Linked DNA regions of Mus musculus: region 2 is linked to region 1. The links are chromatin contacts, called in public HiChIP or PLAC-seq maps. All regions are on one chromosome and are shown on one strand. Each heading gives the region's core, a stretch centred on a gene start, on an enhancer-like site or on the middle of the called end of the contact. The rest is flanking DNA. Distances are from core to core; before and after follow the strand shown. Region 1 holds the start of Gpc4 (glypican 4). Region 2 overlaps Gpc3 (glypican 3).

Region 1 (3,743 bases), core at 859-3,358:
TGCCTCTAGACCATCTCAGAGGCACATATTGTTTGTACAGGCACATGGAAACTTGTCACTGTCCCATTAAGTGCATAGCTGCATGCCTCCCTTCAGAATGTGGGAATGACAACTGTAACCTTCACGCCAATCATCTCTGAAGCACCCAGGCTCGAGCCGTGCAGGGCACAAAGACCTCAGGTCTGACCTGCAGAGCTCCCAAGCTTCTGCGGCTGCCGGTTCAATTCTCTTTTGCTGGCAGGGCAGGAGGAAGAGGGAAAAGAAAGGGGGCTTTTCAGAGCTCTACAACCAATAAAATCATGAGTCTGGGAGGACATACTTGAGTTCCCAAAAAGACAGGCAGCTGAAGGGCAAACAGCCTTTCATCAGTAGCCTGTGAGTTACTTGACAACTGCCAAGGTGCAGTGGACGCCTGGGCTACTACCAACAATTTCTTCAGTTCTATTTCTAGATGGAGCCCGATTACACTCTGAAAGTACCCAGCCACTTCCCTCAATTACTTTTGTAGTTTATATGTAATTGATGACCACACTTAATCTCCGAGGTTATTAATAGCCTTCCAAAAGATGACCCCCAAGTCTTCTAAAGCTTTTGGAAGCGCCTGGTTAAAATTACAGTATTTCCTTTGCTGGCTGCTGGCCCCCTGCCTGCCCCACCCGGGCAACCAGTACAGCGAGGCAAAGGCGCACTCTGCACACTTCCATGAATGGTTCGGAATGGAGATTTGGCCTTCGGGGCTCGAATCTCTAACGCCTCCGTTAGGTTAAGCTGGCCAAAAGCCAGTTAGATTCGTAGCTCCTTCAGAGTCTCCAGGGTGAACAAGCTACCTGTGCCGTTTCGGCCGCCAGCCCGCAGGGCTGTGCGCAACAGTTGGCGGCTTCAAAAATCTAGTACAACAGGGAAGGAGGACTAGCCCAGGCACTGCCACCAGCGGGCCTGGAGACCTCGGGAGCAGGAGGGGAGGGCATACCTGATGCAGCCTCCCCAGCGCTCTAGGAGGACTTCCCCCAAATACCATACACAACCCCCCGCAACCCCCCCAGCGCTGAAATCCGGTGAACTTTTTCAGAGGCAAAGCCATCTTCATTTGCATAACCATCTCCAAACTGAGATTTAGGTTTCCTGTAATCAGTCCTTTCAAAGGTCTGTAATTGAAAGTGCAATTAACCCTTAAAATGAGGTGAGAAAAGAGAAAAGGAAGGGAAATACCCGTTTTATCCAACACCTTCCGGAAAGCTGGAGACTTCCCAAAAGTCGGGATTTGAAGGAGTAAGAAGAGTTCGCTTTTTAAAGGTGACTTCTAAAGCCCTTGCAGCTCCTAAAAACTAAACCGTGTCAGCGGTGGAAGAGAGGCGGCGGGGAGAGGAATTTTAGGAGACCGTCAATGAGCGGCTCATTCAAGTCTCACGTTTTGCGCCCCTAGGAATCTGCAAACTCCAGGAGGTTCCCCACCCCGCCCCCACTCGGCCTCGTCGTCACCCACACAACAAAGCGGGGAACCCAGTAAAGAATTCAACCCGGAAAAGGCGAGAGAGCCCAAGCCACGCACGTTGAGGGCCAGAGTCCCTAGTGGCTTCCCGGGAGTGAGAGGGCTGGGGTGGGGGGCAGCAGCAAAGGACCTGGGTGGCACTGAATAAACCGGCGGCGCCCCTCCACTCGCGGTGCCCGCTCAAAGCCGGGGCTGGCTCTCCTGCCTGCCCGTTTCTCCCTCTCGGCTACCTGATGCGGCGTGGGGGGGGGCGCCCCTTTTCCCGGGGTGCCCACCGCTCGGTAATGGGGAGAGTGCAGGATTCCCACCTACCGTTGATCTCATAGAGGGGGGCATCATTCTTGTTGAAGCCTTTGGACACGTAGAGACGTCGCACTTCCGAGCAACTTTTCGACTTGAGCTCCGCAGCCAGCAGCGAGGCGCTGAGCGCGGCCAGGGTGCAGAGGAGCGCGAGCAAGCCTAAGCGTGCCATGGTGCGGACCCTGACGGACGCGCTCCCACCTTTAGGGGACAGAATGAGACCCGATGGAAAGCAGCGCTGCGGAGCGGGCGGAGAGGCGCGGAGTGAACACTCACGAGCGGAGCGAGAACCGGGGAGTTGAAGTTGGTAGTGAAGGAGGAGGAGGAGGAGGAGGAGGAGGGCAGGAGGAGGAGACGCGGGCGAAAAGTGGAGCTGGGCCTCGAGTCAGGCAACGGTCCCCGGTGCCAGGCGCCCAGCCGGGGTGCGGTACGAGGAAAAAGGCGTGGAATGGGCGCGGGACCCAAGGGACTAGGGAGAGGATCCGTGACCTCGGGACTCCGAAGGCTAGAGAACCCGGGCCAGCTAGCCAGGGGCGGAGGGGCTCAGGGAAGGAAGGGAAGGTGGCAGGCGTCGCAGAAGAGCAGAGTGTGGGCGGCGTCGGCGGGCGATCGCTGGCGCGGGGCTTCAGCCACCCGGCGCTGCTCCGCTCACCCAGCCCGGCTCAGCTCACTGCCCTCGGCCGCACGGCTGTGCCCTTCTCAGCTCTGCCGCTGATTGACTGGCCCGGCTCGCACAGCGAGGCTCCGCAAACTTGGCCAAGCGGGGCGGCCCTAAGGGAGGGAGGGGGCGGGCATGAGGGGGGGGGCGAGCCCGAGACAGGCGGGAGCACGCAGGGCCGGGCCGGGAGAAAACCTGGAAGCTGGGTTGGATCTGGAGCGGGCCAAATCCACTTCCTAGGGGGCCCGCACGGGGCGCGCGGCGCTCCCTCTTGCGACACGCCCTGCTGGGCTCCTCCCTCCTGCCCTCCTCTTCAGAGGCGGGGAACCTGCCCCCCGCCCCCCCCCCCAGCAAGAGAGGAAAGGGCAGTTTCTTCCCGCTTAAGGGGCCAAGTCTCAAGAGATCCTGGTGATCTGGATCTTGGGGCCTTGAGCCCCTGTCTGAGCCACAAGCCTTTCTCCACAGCCACTTGACAGGCTATCCCCATGGGCCTGAGCAGCACTTAGCCCTCCAGCCCCAATACCAGCCTCGCTGCTTCTACCCAGCATCCAGGGCCACTTCTAACCAACACCTGGGCAAGGAAGGCACACTCACATACTGGCATTGCTTTGATCCAAACAACGCGGGGTGGGGGCCGGGGGACCTGGAACTCACAGCTGGGCTGAGAGGCTCACCTAGCCCCCCTTGACCCATCACAGTGTTCCCCCAAGAGCACAAGCTAGCCCCTAACTCTAGCAATCATCTTCTCACCTGCTTCATCCCCACACACTGTTCAACGCACGCTCACACCCTAAGTTCTGCAATAAATATACACAAACTCTGAAACTGACCAGAAAACAATCACTGAACCTCAAGGAGATGGAGCTAAATCAAGGTTGCTCAGAAAAACTTTTGGCCCCACACTGCCCTGTGTAGGGTATAGGAATTGACACCCCACAGAAAGAAAGAAACGCTAAGAATTAGCACTCACCTAAGGTCAATGTGTCCAAAGTCCCAAGACTCTTGAATGAAAAGACTCTAGTGGTGGCAGGGAATGACAGCCCAGTATTTCCAATTCTTCCCGTTCTACATTTAGTCACAAGAAAAACTGGGAATGGGTGAGTCTTCCCACCTTCCAAGCTTTGTCAGATTCCATTAATGAGTGTTTTTGAAGCTCCCAGGGCTCCTTTAATGAAGGGAACCGTGCAGATTGTGAACTTGTCATTACTGTTGTTATTGTTACAATCTGCTTTAAGAGCTCAGGGTGAGAAGTGCCTCAGACACTTCGGGAGTGTGCTGGGAACTGGGCAGATGAAA
Region 2 (4,144 bases), core at 1,051-3,550, 160 kb after region 1:
CCCAGCATTTTCTATAGCTGCTACCCTCTGCTCAGCTGTCTGAACCATGGTTACAGTTGGCTAAGCATATTGTCAATACATATTTATACATTGGATTTGACATAAGGTCTTGCTATGTATCCCAGATTTGGCCTCAAATTTGGAATTCTCCTACCCCGATCTCTGGAGTGCTGAGACTATAGGAATATGCCACCATATCTAAGTCTTGATTTTATTTTAGAACTTTTTTTTTTGTAATGTGTAAAGTACCATGTTATGTTCTTCATCTATCTTTTTCACTTTGTCTTCTAAGATAGAATCTTACTACATAGGTCAGGTTGTTCTTGATCTCATAACACACTGTCATGTATCACACTATTGGCAGAGTTTGAATCTTAAATACTCCCCCACCCCATGTTCATATAGTAAAGGTTTAGTCTCCAGAAAAAACGGCCTTATTGGGAGAGGACAAAAGTATAAGGAAGGAGGTGGCATCTAGTGGAAAGAAGTTAAGTCACTGGGCTTGTGCCTTTAAAGAAGACATTGGGTTCTAAGCTTGCGCTTAACCTCCTTCTTGGCTTCCATGAAGTGGGGGAGGCAGCCCCTCTTCAATGTACTCATTGCCATGTTGTTCTGCTTCTCCACGGCACAAAAGCAACAGACCATGGTCTGGAACCTGTGAAACCATGAGTAGGGAAAAAAAAACCCTTTGTCTTTATTTGTTAACTATCTCAGGGACTTTGTCATAACAACAGAAAGCTGATTAATACAACATATATATATATATATATATATATATATATATATATGGAAAAGTAAAAGGAAAGACTCTATTTTGTTTATGTTTTTTTTTAAAATAAGGCTTTAAATTGATGACTTTTATATAGTAAATCTTGAATTTTCTAATCATGCATACTTAGGTTGTAATCCTAGTTTCCCGAGCAATTACACATTTATTTTCAGAGAAGCTGCTTAATCTCTCTAAAATAAAATGTGAGAAATAGTGTTTGCCTCATAGAAGTCTTATAATGAATAAGAAAACTATAGTATTTGAACTGTGGTAAAAACATACAGCAATAAAGGAATTTATCAAAATTTCCTTAACCACTTTTCAGCATCCAATGTTTGCATTATAGTTATGTCTGACTTCCCACACATAGTTATTCTCATCAAGTGTTTTCATATCACCTCACATTTTTTATCATTTCCTTTAGTAGGATTGCTAGATTAAAGAGAGTGTACTCCGAATCCATAGACAACCATGGAAATGAGAATAAAACTTGTATAAAAGTTATCTAAGATGCTTGTTGGAAATGAGGCTCCCTAGGCTGGGGATGTAGCTCAGTGGTAAGTTCCAGAGAGTTTGGTAGGTATGAGGTCCTAAGCTGGATTCATAACATCTCAAAGACAAAACACATCTGCATTTCTAAATACACCTGTCTTCCAGAGTCTTAATGTGACTAAACCCCAGATGAGGTACTTTTGTTATTTGTTTGTGTTTTTTTTGGGGGGGGGTCAGGTTCTAGAATGTTCTCAGGCTGGTCTCACACTTAAGAGTTCAAAGATATTCTCCTGCCTCAGCTTCCTAAGTAACTGAGATTTAAGGTTTATGTCACACTCTAATAAAGGTTTCACACTATTACCCTGCTTCTTAGAAACTCTCTGGAGCTGGCTTTGGACTTGAATGGTGCTAGCCAGATGTATGTGATTATTATTATTATGCTTGCTGGAATCCTTGTTATTACTCTTCAAACCAGTTTGTGAAGAGAGTAGAAGACAATGACATTTTTCTTTTTCCTGAGGTATGGCCATCATGACCTTTTGCCATCATAGTTAATAAAAATCCCCTTGTAAGGAGAATGAAAAGCCTCTTCTATAAAGGTGATTGACTTCATTTGATCAGAAAGGCAAACACTGAAAAGTAAGCATAGAAACGGGTACTCAGGTTCATGCAATAAAAGGAAACAAAACCCTGACATAATTATGTAAGAAAATTAGAATCAGGGTGCAGGAAAAAAAAACCAGGCTTTCTAGAATATATCAATTTCATATTCTTAAATACATATCCACAAAGGGGCACTACAACATGGGACAACACAATTTGGTCAACGTTCTTTTCATGCTTGGTTGACAAGAGAACAAAGATCTGAATAATATACTTCTTGTTCTTACAGGGATCAAATATGCTGCAATGAGGCCCATGGGAGAAACCCCTCTTGATCTGTCTACATGGTACAGACAATGCGCCTCTTGTTACTGTCCTGATTGTAAGGGCAAGAGTCTTATCAGCCTCACACTGAGCTGGGACTGAGCACATGTCCTCTCACATACTCACAAAGTCCTTTGGAATGCAGCCCTCGAATTTTTGCGGCAGGGAAGTCTGCCATTCCCAGTTTCTTCATCAAGGGAACACTCTGAGCCTCAGAGAGTATATAAGACCTTACTGGGTGATTGATAAAGATCTTAGTAAAAAAAAAAAATCATTAAGTCCTTAAGTCCCAAGTGCTCTAAGAAACGTACTAGTTAGGTAAAGACATCTATAACTGAGACTTTCAGTTACCCTTTTTTAATTCGGTTGCCTTGATTTCTGGTAACTTCCTACTCTATGACGTTCTCTTGGAGGCTAGGTGTTAACTACAACTTGATGGGAAAGACTTTTACTATTGGGTAGGAAAGTAAAGACAGGGCAATAAAAGTAGGTGTGGTGGTGCACGCCTTAATTCCAGCACCCTAGCAGAGAGAGGTGGGTAACTGGATCTCTGTGAGTTAGAGGCTTGCATGGTCTGCTTAGGGAGTTCCAGAGTAGCAGAGGCTTCATAGTGAGACCCCTGTTTCAAAAGTAAAACAAAACAAAACAAAACAAAACCAAGAAGGGGCAACAACGCTATGCTCTTAATAACACTGGATGCCCCTGTCTTGCTTTGCATCTACTGTGTCTTACATAACCAAACCATCTCATCATGAATGGGTTTGTTTTGATAGGCTTTGGACAGCCAGTTAGGATGGAATCAATAATGCCATTCCTGTTGCTATACAGCTAAGAGTTTTCTTGACTCTAATCACCTTAACATTTACAAAATAATAAAGAATAACTAACAAAATAGATACTGGAAATACGGGGTTTGATACATAGTTTGGGTATTGAGCTGATGTCTCTTTGGCTGCTCACATGTCTTCTAGGCAATTTTTGGGGGGAGGGGTGGGGAATCCAGGTTACATTTTAAAGCTATTAAGCTGGGCTCACAAAAACTGATTTGGAATTGTTTGGGTGCTTAGCTTTATACAACCTGCAAGGAATGTTTTGGGGGCATGGCTCTCCATGTCCACAGTAATGTAAACACATGCTTTACTGTTTGTCTTTGAGTAGCATAATCTAATGAGAAACAAATGTGGTAACTCCAATGAATCTTGGACTTTTTGGAATGCCAATACGATTTACACATTGTGTACATCCACGAGGCCTTGCATGTGACCCCCGCTTTGCATGCACACTTTCTTTGAACAAATGCACCAAACCACAGCCACAAGTAATTGGAAACAATTGGAAACTCTGCACTTTTGAGATGAAGCCAGAACCTCAAATGCACAAGGCTAGAATTAATGGCTATATATGTACTTTACACAGCGAGCAGGTCATGCTGCATAGCAGTTAAGAGTGTGAGCTTTGGAATATGACCAGCATGGATTTAAATCTCTACCCAGCCAGTTCACTACCTGTGTGATGCTGTATAAGTCACTCTTGCTGAGCTTCAGCTTTCTTACCTGTAAAAATGGGGGCTAGTACTATTAAGTCTATAAAAAAAAAAGTTCCAGAATTTACATTTTAGATTCCTGTGGATGTTCCTCTCACAGAATTTTCTGCAATTTGCAATTATACATTTCCCTGTTGCATTTGTAATAGACTAAAGAAGTGACGCAGTCTGCCTTGATTACCTGTGGCTGGCATGGCATTTGTCACAAAGTAAAGGTATTATTCAATAAATGTTCATTAGGTGGATGAATGCACATAGAAAAAATACATACATTGTGCTTAATGTATTTCCTGACAAGGTGGCTAAGTTCTCTGACATGTGAACTATGCTGTTCAGGATAATGATAATGATCTCAAAGAAGAAGAAAAAGCGGGGGAGAAGGGCCATCAGCCCCCACCACACCAACAGAGGTG

What was found. HiChIP or PLAC-seq counts read pairs in DNA pulled down with a chosen protein or histone mark.
Region 2: a contact with region 1 is called in an H3K27ac HiChIP or PLAC-seq map of embryonic stem cells, with 14 read pairs. The contact joins the enhancer-like site here to the promoter of Gpc4 in region 1. A contact is called at or near these places in 6 of 39 promoter capture datasets (the 3T3-L1 cell line, 3T3-L1-derived adipocytes, embryonic stem cells and 2 more), 3 of 484 Hi-C or Micro-C datasets (the HL-1 cell line, cortical neurons and embryonic fibroblasts) and 7 of 115 datasets of contacts at active chromatin or transcription factors (embryonic limb bud, embryonic stem cells, heart atrium and 2 more).

Annotation. Positions count from the first base shown.
Region 1 is chrX:52,162,815-52,166,557 of GRCm38.p6, forward strand. Gpc4 (glypican 4) reads right to left here and starts at 2,109. Exons shown (of 9, transcript NM_008150.2): 1 at 1,802-2,109. The coding sequence starts at 1,961.
Region 2 is chrX:52,318,516-52,322,659 of GRCm38.p6, forward strand. All of the region lies in intron 6 of Gpc3 (glypican 3), which reads right to left. Among named protein-coding and RNA genes, the nearest start is that of Mir6384, 58 kb to the right of the region's middle. Within about 2 kb of position 2,301, at least 6 of the 459 cell types and tissues checked have an H3K27ac peak or open chromatin away from gene starts, as enhancers often do.